Regions from separate parts of the Athene noctua genome. Here region 1 is linked to region 2. Evidence: chromatin contacts called from public Hi-C data. All regions are on one chromosome and are shown on one strand. The core of a region is the stretch at or near the end of the contact, and the rest is flanking DNA. Distances in the headings are between cores, read along the strand shown. Region 1 holds the start of C13H15orf40 (chromosome 13 C15orf40 homolog). Region 2 holds the start of WHAMM (WASP homolog associated with actin, golgi membranes and microtubules).

Evidence for each region. Hi-C and Micro-C count contacts between places; a contact is called where the count stands out from the background.
Region 1: a contact with region 2 is called in a Hi-C map of heart, with 1.8 times the contacts expected there. The contact joins the promoter of C13H15orf40 here to the promoter of WHAMM in region 2. A contact is called at or near these places in 2 of 2 Hi-C or Micro-C datasets (heart and liver).

Annotation. Positions count from the first base shown.
Region 1 is chr13:5,342,866-5,348,912 of bAthNoc1.hap1.1, reverse strand. C13H15orf40 (chromosome 13 C15orf40 homolog) reads left to right here and starts at 1,691. Exons shown (of 5, transcript XM_074917024.1): 1 at 1,691-1,776; 2 at 1,850-1,979; 3 at 3,041-3,168; 4 at 5,179-5,308; 5 at 5,799-6,004. The coding sequence starts at 1,705. The coding sequence ends at 5,271. It overlaps BTBD1 (BTB domain containing 1), which reads left to right. Exons shown (of 8, transcript XM_074917356.1): 8 at 45-1,146. The coding sequence ends at 203.
Region 2 is chr13:5,210,989-5,217,043 of bAthNoc1.hap1.1, reverse strand. WHAMM (WASP homolog associated with actin, golgi membranes and microtubules) reads right to left here and starts at 3,217. Exons shown (of 10, transcript XM_074917300.1): 1 at 2,675-3,217. The coding sequence starts at 3,214. FSD2 (fibronectin type III and SPRY domain containing 2) reads left to right here and starts at 5,326. Exons shown (of 13, transcript XM_074916679.1): 1 at 5,326-5,479.

The DNA of each region.
Region 1 (6,047 bases), core at 442-2,941, 130 kb before region 2:
TGCCCACTTCCATTCAGTTGCTAATCCCTTCTGATATTTTTCAGGGTCCTGATTCCCACTATGGAACAAAAGGTTTGAAGAAAGTGATCCATGAATCTCCTACTGCTAGCAAAACATGCTTTGTCTTTTATAGTTCACCAGGTAACAACAACGGTACATCAATAGAAGATGGACAGATACCAGAAATCATATTTTATACTTAATTCCACATGATCATCTCGAATGCCTCTGTGTATCAGTGGACTTCAGCTCACTATTGACAGCAGTTAAAATCCTATGAAACTACATGAATGTATAAAATTTTGAGAACAAAACTAGTTTGAGAGGTACCAGAAAAGCTATTTTCTCTGCATCATTATTGGCAGAATGTAATTTAGCTTTTCCTCTTACCAAATTGTCAAGTGGAATAAATGCTCTGTATATTGAGAAGGTTGTTTTAAATAGTATCTTGTGATTAATTGCCTTGTATTTTCACCCCTTCATTTCTCATGTAGTAAAATTCATTTTCTGAACTGGAAAATCCTTAATCATTATGAACTTCTTGTGTACGTTTTCCCTAACCTGTCCTAAAAAGACAGTAAAGCTGCTGCTGTAGTTCCAGCTTACACGTATTTCCAAAATGACCTTGGAATGACCCTACGGACATGAATTGCTACTATATTTTTTGAAGTACATCCGCAAAGATGGATTCATATTGCTATCATCTTGGCTGTTTGGATGAGCTGTGGAGAATTAACGAACTTAGCCCTGCAGACAGCATCTGCAGCTTCACTGAAGAAACACGTAAGTTAAATTCAGCAACAAACAGATCTTTCCAGAATCTCTCTTAATTCAGAAGGGATGTTTTGGAACATAGAGCTGGTTATGGAAATAGCCACTGTATATACATATGTGCCTATAAGAAAATGTATAGTGTGAAAAGGAGAATACAAGACTTGTAATGATGTTATTTTATCATACTAAAAAATTAGTATGAACTAAGGATTGTGTGCAACTGGTTTTATGGATTGCATACACTACTTCGATGCAATGGATGTATGTATATAATATTCAGTGTCATGCGGAATGTGCTGTGTAGAAGTAGAATGTCTCCATGTACAAAATCCTGTACCCTCCCCAAACTTACACTAAAGTAATAATTTGAGAACACGGGAGGAAAAAAAAAAAAAAAAAGAACTTCTTTTTTCTCTAATTTCTCTTAAACTGCCTGCTCCCCGGACGGTCGGGCAGGTCCTAGGTCTCAAAGCAAGCCGTGCATTCCACATAGCGCTGGGGCTCGGGTGTAATGGGAGCTGTCAGTGTGAGCTTAAGGGTTGGACTGGATGATCTTCAGGCGCTTTCCCAACCCAGGCGGCTCTGTGGTTCTGTATTCCCAGCCACCTGCCCTGACAAGTTTCCGTCAGCGCCCTCCGCGGGTTCTTCTCTCAGCCGAGTCGCGAAGGCGTGGCTGGGACGCGGCGGGGGTGAGCAAGCTGCCGGCAGCCGGGGCTGGGCGAGAGACCGCTGCGCCGGGCCGTGCCGGGAGAAGGCAGCGGGGCCCCGGGCTGCCCCGGCACCGCCACCGGGCTGCCCCGGCACCGCCACCGCCCGCTCGGCCCCGGCCCGGCCCTGGCCGCGCACACGGCGGCGGGGGCGGAGCCCGGCGGCGGGGGCGGGGCCATGCGGCGGGGCGGGGCGGTGTAGCCGGAAGGGCGGTGCCGCGCCATGCCGGGCCTCGCCCGCTTCCGGCGGCCGCTGGCGGCGGCGGCGAGGGGCGGCGGGGCCATGCCCCGCAAGGTGCGGGCGGGGACCCCCGGGGAGCGGGCACCGGGTGGGGACCGCGGTGACCGCGCCTCTTCCTCTGTTTCAGGGAAAAGGAGCCGGGAAGGGGCCCGCGGAGACGGGCGCTGCTGCCGCGGGACCGGTGGTGGCGGCGGCCGACGGCTGCGTGAGGGTGGCGGTCCGCGCCAAGCCCGGCTCCCGGTGCAGCGCCGTCACAGGTGGGGCTGCCGGCGCGGCGGGCCGCCCTGCCCGGCCTTCCCGCGCCTGGGGGGGCGCATCTCCCGCGGGGAGGGGCGCGGAGGAGGCAGGTGCGGCCCCGCGCGGGGGGGCGGGCGTTAAGATGCTCCGGTCGCCGCTTCGGAGGCGGGACGCGAGGCGCCGCCGCTCGGGGAATAACCGCCCGCACCGGGGAGGCTGCTGTGCTCACGGGCCTTTCTGACGAGCGTCTCCCTAGCCACTGAGTTGGAAAAATAAATATTCCGAAAACGGAAGAAAGTAGTCATTTACAGAAAGCCGGTAGCAGCTCTTTCCCGTTCCCCCGCAGGTTCCGCTAGGTGGTGCAATGAGCACGATGTAAATCCCTCTGCATGTTTTTATTTTTGTTGTTGGGTTTTTTTTGAAAGGAGTAACGGCAAACCCCTTTGAGCAGCCCTTCAGTTTGACGTGGGTCACTTTGTGCGTGCTGTTTGCATCCAGAGAGGTTGTGCGGCTGTAGTTGAGCTGCAGAAGTTTGATCTAATAAAATGTGTTCTCCCTCTGCAGATCTGGGCTTGCTTATCTACAAATCAAAAGTGCTTTTTATACAGGCGTGTGTGTATGAGGCTCATGATGTGGACTGTAGTAGGGTATCCAGGCTCAACTGGCAACACGAGGAAATTGTTGATGATGGCATAGCTCTCTGGACAAACTTATTTATCATGTTTTTTTTGGTGAGGTAACCTGATTTGTATTACCCACCACGATGCCAAACTGGATTACGCCTGCATCAGAATGGGCAATATAGAGAGGGGCTTAGAACTGTGCCCCAGTTGTGTAAAAACTGATAATTCATGGCTGCACCCTCAAGGTCTGGCTGTTCTTTCTATCAGAAGATTATCTTTGTACTGGCTAACAGTTTTAACCTAAGGGGATTTGTGAAGTGTAAAAATGTCATTACCTACTGTAAGTCTGTTTGGTTTTACATTAAAATGCTTCTGGAAACGTAAACATTCACTTTTAGGAGACAGTAACTGGATGTTTTGAATATTTTGAGCATAAAATTAATAAATATTTGTTGCAGATGTGACAGCTGAGGCAGTAGGTGTAGCTATTGCTGCCCCTCCATCAGAAGGGGAGGCGAATGCAGAGCTGTGTCGCTACCTCTCTAAGGTGCTAGAAGTGAAGAAGAGTGAAGTTATTTTAGAGAAGGTACTTCCTTTTTTTTTGTTTGTTTTCTTTTCAGTCTTGTTCTACTGCAATTTTGAAACTTATTCCTTGAGTACAGGGAACTACTCTACAAGTTCAGTCCAAAAGACACTTTAAAAGTGTTTAGTTGGGTTAATGAAATAATTCATTGAGAACAAACCAAGTGTAAGAAGAACCACAGCTGATCTTGGGATCTTTAATCAGAATAGTTATCATCGTGATGTATTAATCCAAAATTTGTGTGGTTCCTATTTTGTGTTCTTCAAAGATTCTCCTGTTTTTGTATCCAGTGCAGTTCACAAAATTTGTGCTTTGCAGAGAATCTGCATTTTATTAATAACTTTTCATTTCTGTTTTTTGAAGTATCTTCTGTATTTGAGTGAAAAGTTTCTGACAGCTGTCACACATAAGCAAGAGCATATATAAGCACTCGAATTATAGCTGGACCTCAAGAGTTTCTTTGTATTAGAATTTACATGTCTTGACTTTGGCAAGTGGAAACTCTCTGTTTTATTCATTGCACTGAATAAATAATTTGTTTCATTAATTCATTCTACTTAAAGTCAGTCTTTCCAGCCATGTTCATTTATAGTTTATGAATATAAGAGCACAATGCAAAATTGTGCTTTTTATTTTTGCCTGTTGGTTTCATGTAGCAGTCGAAGCCTGTTAAAGGACAGTGGTAAATGGTGATGTGATCAATGAATTGTGCACTGTGTTGCCGAAATTGTGCACTGTTTTTACTGAATCATGGGCAAACTATCTCATTTGTTTATCAACATTTTACAGATAACATTGTTTTTCTACCTTAAAGGGATGTTCAGGTTTGACTAAATTGTTCTTAGAAGTGCTAAGCAGAGTTGAATATAAAAGGGGCCAGTGTTGTCTGACCTTGACTCAGTTGTTCTAACCTGTGGTGTCCAAATAATTACATGCTAGTGTTTCTTTTTCACAAGCTGCTGTTTGTTCTCAGTGCAGCATTGTGGTGAAGTCTGTATTTTACCTGTGGGTTGGATTTTTCCATCCTGATCTACTAGGTGTAAACAGCAAGTGATTTCTGGTACTGGTTGCTCTCTTAGGTGCTACTTGCTCTATGATAAGTGCTAACATCAACAAAACCAATCCAAATCAGGAAACTGGTGGGAAATGATCCAATATAAAACTGAGATTACTGGATTTTTATGCAAGGGCCTTGATTTTCATCATCAGCTGGCTAGACTGCTTCAAATTTTAAATTTCATGCTATTTTTTTTATAGTAAAGGACTTTTTTTTTTTTTTTTTTTTCCTTCAGAATGTCCCTTGTGGGCATTTCAAAGTTTTTGCCAGGCTGCAGATCAGCAAGCAACTTGTTTCTCATGGTTTACTGAATACTAGCAAAGTTGTGTCTTCAGGCAGTGTGAAATGAGGTTGCAGATGTGCCAGTTCCTATGTAAAATAGCCTTTTTTTTCAGTAATACAAAAACAGGTCAATAATATTTCATGCTGTATGAATCTGAATATCTTATAGGTTATATACAGTGTGATTGCTTTTAATTTGGTTGATATTATCAATCTGAGAACTCAGTTTAAGACTAATACCCTGTGGGAGACAACTTTTGAAGAAAGATCTGAAAGTACACAGTTATCAACTATAAATCTATAGGTACACACCTGCTTTTTAAAAACAAACCTGCAAATTACTTGGAGTCTTGCTTCTAGATGATACAAGTGAATTATGAAAATTTACCACTCCTTGCTTTTCATTCTAGCCTATAAAAAGAGCATCAATTCAGGGCATGCTCTGGGAGCTGTATCCAGTTTTAGAAAGAGAGTAGATAAGACGTTGTTTTCCTCCTTTCAAATATCTCGAAAGGGCATTGATGACCTGTCTTTTCTGCTGTTAATTCTGCATACCCACAGTTTAAGAATTATTTTTAAAGTTATTTTTAAAACTGAGAATTTTTTTTTGAATGTGTATATGGTGGTGATTCGCTGAAAGATGTTTTTTTTTCTTGTATGTGTATCTAAATCAGGGTGGTAAATCACGTGAAAAAGTGGTGAAGATTTTGGTATCGGTGACACCAGATGAGATTTTAGAAAAACTGAAAAAAGAAGCTTCCAGTTGACCTAAAACAAGAGCGAGAAATGGGACAATGCATCTTGGTAAATGGACTGATATTCTTTCTTATGTAAAGCTAGTCCTGTTGAGAATGTGGGTAATGACTAGGGAAAGATACTTCTTCCCCCCCCTTGTTAGTATAACCGTTGTATAGTTGAAGTTGTTGTGTAGGCTTGGTTAGAAAAACTTGTCTTTACTGAGGCTCTGTATCTGCTTCTGTCACTGCAGATTTTTTTCCCCCTCAGGAGAGTTTCCTGTGAGTAAGATTTGTCCTCTTTCCTGGTCCATAAACAAATGGTTTAGAAAACTTGTTTCCTACTGAAACAAACTTTGGTTAACAAAGTGAAAGGCTTGGAGTGACAGCCTTCAATGTGAAAAGTGGTACAGAAGGATGAGTCTGGATGGTAAAGACCCAAGAAGAATGTTCTCTTCAGAATCTAGTGGCCAGTACTGGGTGCAGTTTTGCCCTGTGTGCACATATGTACATCTAAAATGAATGTGTTTGAAGCCAATATACTGTTGTTGATCTCACAGGCAGAATCACCTGAACAACCGAAACAAAACCAGAATTTTGCCGTATGAAAAGCTGACCCAGAACCTTGCAACTGCATACATGGTGTCACCTTGCAATAGTCTGTAATTGGTTTTCTGAAAAGTAGAGATACAGTCATGTATCTTTGCCAAATGCGTGTCAACTGTAATGACTATTTTTAATAAAAGGGGTAAAAAGTATTATCAAACTTTGTTTTGTGTTTATATTTTCATCAAAAAAATTGTTTCCTA
Region 2 (6,055 bases), core at 1,968-4,467:
GTAATTCTTCCACAGAGCAACCACCTTTCTGATATACTAGTCCTTAATTAACATGTTTATTTGCTTCTATGACAAAATTAGAAGTTGGAAACCCCCTCAATTGCATTTGTTTTCTGCCACCAATCACGGCTTCAAAGATAATTTCTTGGCAGTAGCTAGCAGAGACCATGGTGTACACTGTGTGCCAGGATAGAGTAAGCCAGCTGAGAGAACACAGCTAAGCTCCACTGAGAAACAGACCTTCCTGCAAGGCCAGTGCTTGCTCTACAGCTCTGTAAGGAGGGAAGGGAATAGCGAGTATTTGGTGCTACAACGAGAAAAAGCATTAGAAACATAAGCTTGATTGTGTTGCAACTGAAAAGCACTGAAATTAAACCATCACCTTTGCTCTTGCCGGCTGAGTCTGCGTAAGACAGCAGGAGCAAAGTTCCCAGCTGTAGAGCCATTTCCCTGGGGAAAGTCTGTGGAAGTCTGCTGAAGGGCATTTCCCACCCATCCTCCCTCCAGGCCGAGCACAGGCAGGACAGGGGAACAGGAGGATCTGAACTACAACACTTCTGATAATGCCAGAAGCCCTGTGGCCGCAGGCTTCCCCAGAAGCCCATGGTACCCTACAGCCCACCTGCAGCAATCGAAGAGTCTGCTTTTTCTCCACTATTGTGGCCAAACAGAAACACAATAGTTCCTTTCTGGTTCCCATACTCAAAGTAGTGAGGGTCATGCTGCTCTTGGAGGATGTTTATAGTGAGTACAGGGGAAGCATTAGCGAAATTTTAAACTCAACTCATGAGACAATTATTCATTATACAAGGGTTTGGGGTGGGCTTGCTTTTTGGGGGGGCAGGGGAGGGGTGACACTTTGTTTTAAAGTAAAACCCTTGAATTTACACAATCTGATACTATTTTCACAAAATTCTGGTTCATCATTAGCCCAACTGACAACTCTGTTGTAACAGTATTGCTCTTACGTTTTTTCCTTTGTCTTTGAACACACATACACAAGTATTTACACAACACTAGTCTCTTTCATCTTGTACCAGTATCTTCTGCATTCTTCAAAATTAAATTCCTGGTCCAGAGAATGAAGTACTTGAGAAGGACATGGATGTAAAAAGGGAAGAAAGATGCTCTGATACTTCAAGCTAGTTTAGTGCCGGAAGGGGCAGGTTTTATTTCTAGAATCTTGAGTAACTTGGTCTAGACTGCAATAGAATGAATTTATGTCCCTGTCAGACCTGTAAACGCAACAATACTCTATAGTATGTTTAGGTATATCTAAAATATAGTTGGAAATAGCAGAATAACTGGCTCTGTTATACTAACCACCAAACCCAAACTGCCACATGGCTGTACATGTCTGTGCTGCCTGCAAAAGAGCATGGTGGCTAGAACATATTTCTAACTGGGCCACAAACTGTTATAGTCTGTTACAGAAACGACAGCTTTTATATACAACATTGTACATGAAGTTCATGTAAACTAAAATCGTCTTTTTAAAAAGTGTCTTTCAGAAACAGAAGGCTAAAGCCCACTGTCTTAACTGTATTCCAAAGCATGATCGTTTTCATAAAACACCTTTCACCTTACTTTGCCAACAAATGAACTGCTAACAGATACTGCAAGAAAACTATAGCAGCAACACACTGGTGAGCTTAAAATATCTGTAACTCTTGCTTTTACATACCAATGTCTTAATTGCAACCATGTTACTAGATAGCATCCTTTAAATTCATGCTTACTACAAGGGGAAAAAAAAAAAGCCAGTTACACATCTATAGCAAGAAGAAACTTATGGTACTAAAGGGAGAAAGGGCTAACATCATTAGTTCATACAATCATTAGGCCAGAATTTGACACCTAAAAAAAGTAACACAATTTCTCCAACTACAAGAAGGGTATTTGGCATAGGCCCATGGCTAAGTTTGGTTTTAATATAAAAGCTGAGGAAAAAAAAAACCCTGAGAATCCTCCACTTGCAAGTCTGAGACCTTCACAGAGAGGTTAGGAATTAGAACATGATCGTACTCTCCCTTTTGGTTACTGTTCCACCCATTTCACAACACTGCTGGATATTTTTAGCAATGTGTTTTTGTAAGAGTGCTTGCAGCTCAAGTGTGTGCCCCAGTGTCTTCTATTGACTGCCCACCTGGAGCTGGCTTATTCCCCACTTAATAAACTTACAAAGTCTAATGGCACTCCGTGCTTGAGAAAGTTGACTTAGCAGTTCCCAGACAATCAAAAAAAGTGTTTGTGTAAGCACAAATCTGAACATTGGCCGATACTAGGAGCAAGGTGGTATTACCAACTTGGTCACCCTTGCTCACATGTGAGTCTGGCCTGAGTGCCTGCGGCTCTTGAGCAGAGGCTGCCAGCCTCACGCACTCAGCTCCCAAGTGAGCGAGAGGTGCTAAAGCTGAGGCTCACAGATGCGCTTGGAAGCTCTGCTGCAGCACCGAACAGTGACGGCGATCCGACAGAGAGGAAAACATTTTCCTGCCTGCAGGGAGAGCGGGAGGTGGCCCTGCAGCACCCCCACCCCGCACCCTCCGGCCGCTTCGTTCCCTCAGGCCAGCAGGCCCGGGCCAGGCCACAGGCGCCTACCGGCCCCCTCAGGCCCCGCCGGCGCTGCAGGGCGGCCCCTCCGCCCCCTCCCGCCCGGCCCCTCGGCCCGTACCCGCCGCAGGGCCTCCTTAGCCCGGGCCAGGTGGCCGCGCAGGGCCCTCCCGCGGAGCTCGTGGAGACTCTCGAAGTACTCGTCGTCGTGGCAGCGGTCAGCGGCGAAGAGGGCGTCCAGCACCACTCGGCCGCCGCAGAGCTCCAGGGCCCAGCTCAGGTAGAGCTCCAGCTCCCGGCACAGCTCCTGCACCTCGGCCTCACCCGGCGCCGCGCCGCCGGGGAACAGCACGGCCCAGAGCCCGCCGGCGGCGGCGGCGCCGGGCAGCGCGGGCGGCAGCGCGGGGAAGGCGGGCTCCAGGCGCGGGCAGACGGCCGCCAGCTGCCGGTGGACGCCGCGCAGGGCCGGCGCCGAAAAGAGGCCGGCCCAGCTCTGCGGGGCCTGCGCCGCCGCCTCCGCCCGGCCGTGGCAGGTCACGGCGAAGGCGGCCTCCACATCGTTCCAGGCCACGAGGAAGCGGAGCCGCGGCGGCCGAGGCTCGGCAAAGGCGGTGTCGCGCACGGCCACCCACCCCTCCAGGCTGTCGGGCTGCGGCTCCATGATGGCGGCGGCCGCGCAGCGAAACAGAAACCGACAGGCCTTAAAGGCGCCGCGCGCACCAGGCGAGGGGGCGGGACCCTCGCGCCGCGTCGCCGGCACCTCGCGGTCCTATTGGCGGGCGTCGACAGATGGGCGGGTCTAGGGACGGGACTTCCGGATGGGGCGGGGCATCGGCCTCCATCCCGCTGGCGCGGGAATAAGCCATGGAGTTGGGAGCGGGCGGCGAGGCTGCGCGGCGCAGGCAGAGAGGCCCCGAGCGCGCAGGGGAAAGGTGGTTTCTGTGAAACGAGGAGGTTCTGTGAAGAGCGGTGGGCAGGGTGCACAGGACACACGGCCCTGCGGGACGGAGCACGGCCTCACCTCTGGGTGTTCCCGCGCTGCGCCAGGCCTCCGCCATTTCCCGTCACCCGCCTGGAGCTGTTGGCTGCTCTGGCCGCTGGCTGAGGGAAAACTGCTGTGTGCGAGCTGTGTGCGTACCAGTCATCGTTCCCACGGGCCCGGCAGAATTTCACAGCTTCTTCCCCAAAGCCAGCTCCTTCCCTGCGCTTTAAAATGGAGATATGCCCTATCCCGTGCCAGCGTTGGAGCCCTGGGGCTGGCGGGTGAGCCCAGGCCCCAGCGCCTGCTGTGCCACACCACCAGAGGCCATGGCCACAAACCACTCTGCAGTCAGGGGTGCTTGTCCTTAAACCAAAATCAGTCCTAACATTGTCATACTTACTACAGTGCGTAAGTATCACATCACCAGCCTCTGAGGGGAGTGGAGAGCAAAGGTGCTTGTATCTAGCACATACCTCTTACTCAGGCCTTGTGTGCAAGGCTGAATTTAATTCACAGTAAACTGAATGTTATATTCTAGTCATTGGAAGCAAGGCTAACACAACTGATTTTTCAACAAGGCCTGCAAGATAGTGTAGCTGAACAGTATAGGGCAAAAATAAGTTCTTATTTGAAAAAAATAATAAAATCTGTCAGAGAGCATAAATGTTAACATTTCAGCAAAGGCTACATCATTTATATGAAAACATTTCTGCTCTGATGTCTCAGATGATAGAGGCACTGTCAGAGGTAATGAGATCATGACTACATGGGTAATTAACTTGTAATTTCTTACCAAAACAGCAAACAATTGCACTGCTAGAAATGTAAGGAAATGACACCAAGTTTAATTGGAAAAGGAGGAAAAAAACTGTGTCAAGATCCAATAGATGCTTTCCCTTGCGCTGTCCCCTGAGCTCAAGACATATATAATGCAATGTTCTCAAACGTGCTTAAAAACCTCCTGCCAGCACGTCTGGCTCCATAGCGTATTTGCAAGCAGAGATTATGTATGCCGGACAGCTGTGGGTTTGAGAGGATACATAAAGCTCAAGTGTTACAGTAATCACAACAATCGGTGGTAATATACAGCCTGGGTTTTATCAGGTGAACCATTACTGCAGACAGAAGGGATTTGTTCCCATCAGAACCCTCCCTAGCTGGGCCATTGGTCGCTTTCTTCACTATAATCAGCTCTCCAGAGGTCTAGAGTACACATACAGGGTGAGGATGTGTGTATGTGTATAATAAGTGTGTGCAACATTATGAGTTCTGATTTTTTCTGAATTTTAATATTTTTTTCTAGAATCTGTTCTTGATTACAGACAACCCCATAGTAAAGCTTCTGCTAATTTAATAGAGAGGACTTTGCCATTAAATGTTTGCCAAGAACAAACCAGGTACTTCCATTTATTGTGCAGCAATGCTGTAAGCATGCGTTCAGTCATTTGAGCTAGTTTGTGCAGAATGCATGTTCTGTCTATCCCACACACGATACTCTGCCTAACACCACAGCCTTGAAAATCACACCTAGAGTCAATGACTGCACTCTGCAGGGTTTATTAATACCACCTCAGAAAGTGAGAGGGTGCTCTGGCTTTAGCGAGGGCTTTCTATAATTGTTCCATGTACTTCAGATCCAGGAATCAACCTTCAGTGTCTTTTCTCAGTGTATGACATTCATCCTGGTGACACTCAAGTAGCACACTGCTGAAGGACAGCCGGGGCACATCTATATTTGTTCCATTGCTCATTGCTGGCATGTCCCTATCTGAGCAAAGAGGCGGTCTAGGGTTACAGCAATAAGTCTTCCAACTGCAGTCATAGGAAGGTGGCAGGGAATTGCTTTTGTGTGAATTTTTACTAGGGGAAATAAATGTGAAGTTTGATGCCATCTGAGCTATCAGAAGAATTTATGACGTCTTAAGATAGAAGGCAAGTTTTTAGGTAGTAACATTCTTTGTTATGTATTTTCGATAATTGATGGTCACGGACTTAAACATTCTTCACTGTAATTGTATCTGTGCTTGTAAACTGAGCAAACACTGAGCAATCATCTGAAAATCTTATTTAGGCAGCAGGGTTCCAGACGAGCTTAATTATGCTCATTTTAATTTATGTCATTTAATTTCATTTTGGTAGGAGAAATACTTGTTAATTCACTTTTCTAGTTAGCAGTAGCTTCTAAAGCAAGCCTTACTGTTATAATTATGGGGAAAAAAGTCTTTGCGGGAGCCAGACAACATTTTCTGGTATGTGTCAAGACCTTTTTTCTGTTTAATATGTTAGAATTTGCATGATTTATTTTATCGCCTTTAGCATAAATAGTATTTCTGCCTAACTTCAGTGTTTTAGTCTATAGTAAGATATTGTTAGCTGTAGAATCCACACACATGTCTGCAGTGCCAGAAGACAAATGGTGAACTTCTGTGTGTGTTTTCTTACAGATCCGGTAGGCTGGACTGTTTCAGTCATTGATATAAAAGCAAAGAGTCAGAAGTAAGTTAGCATTTTTCATGGGTT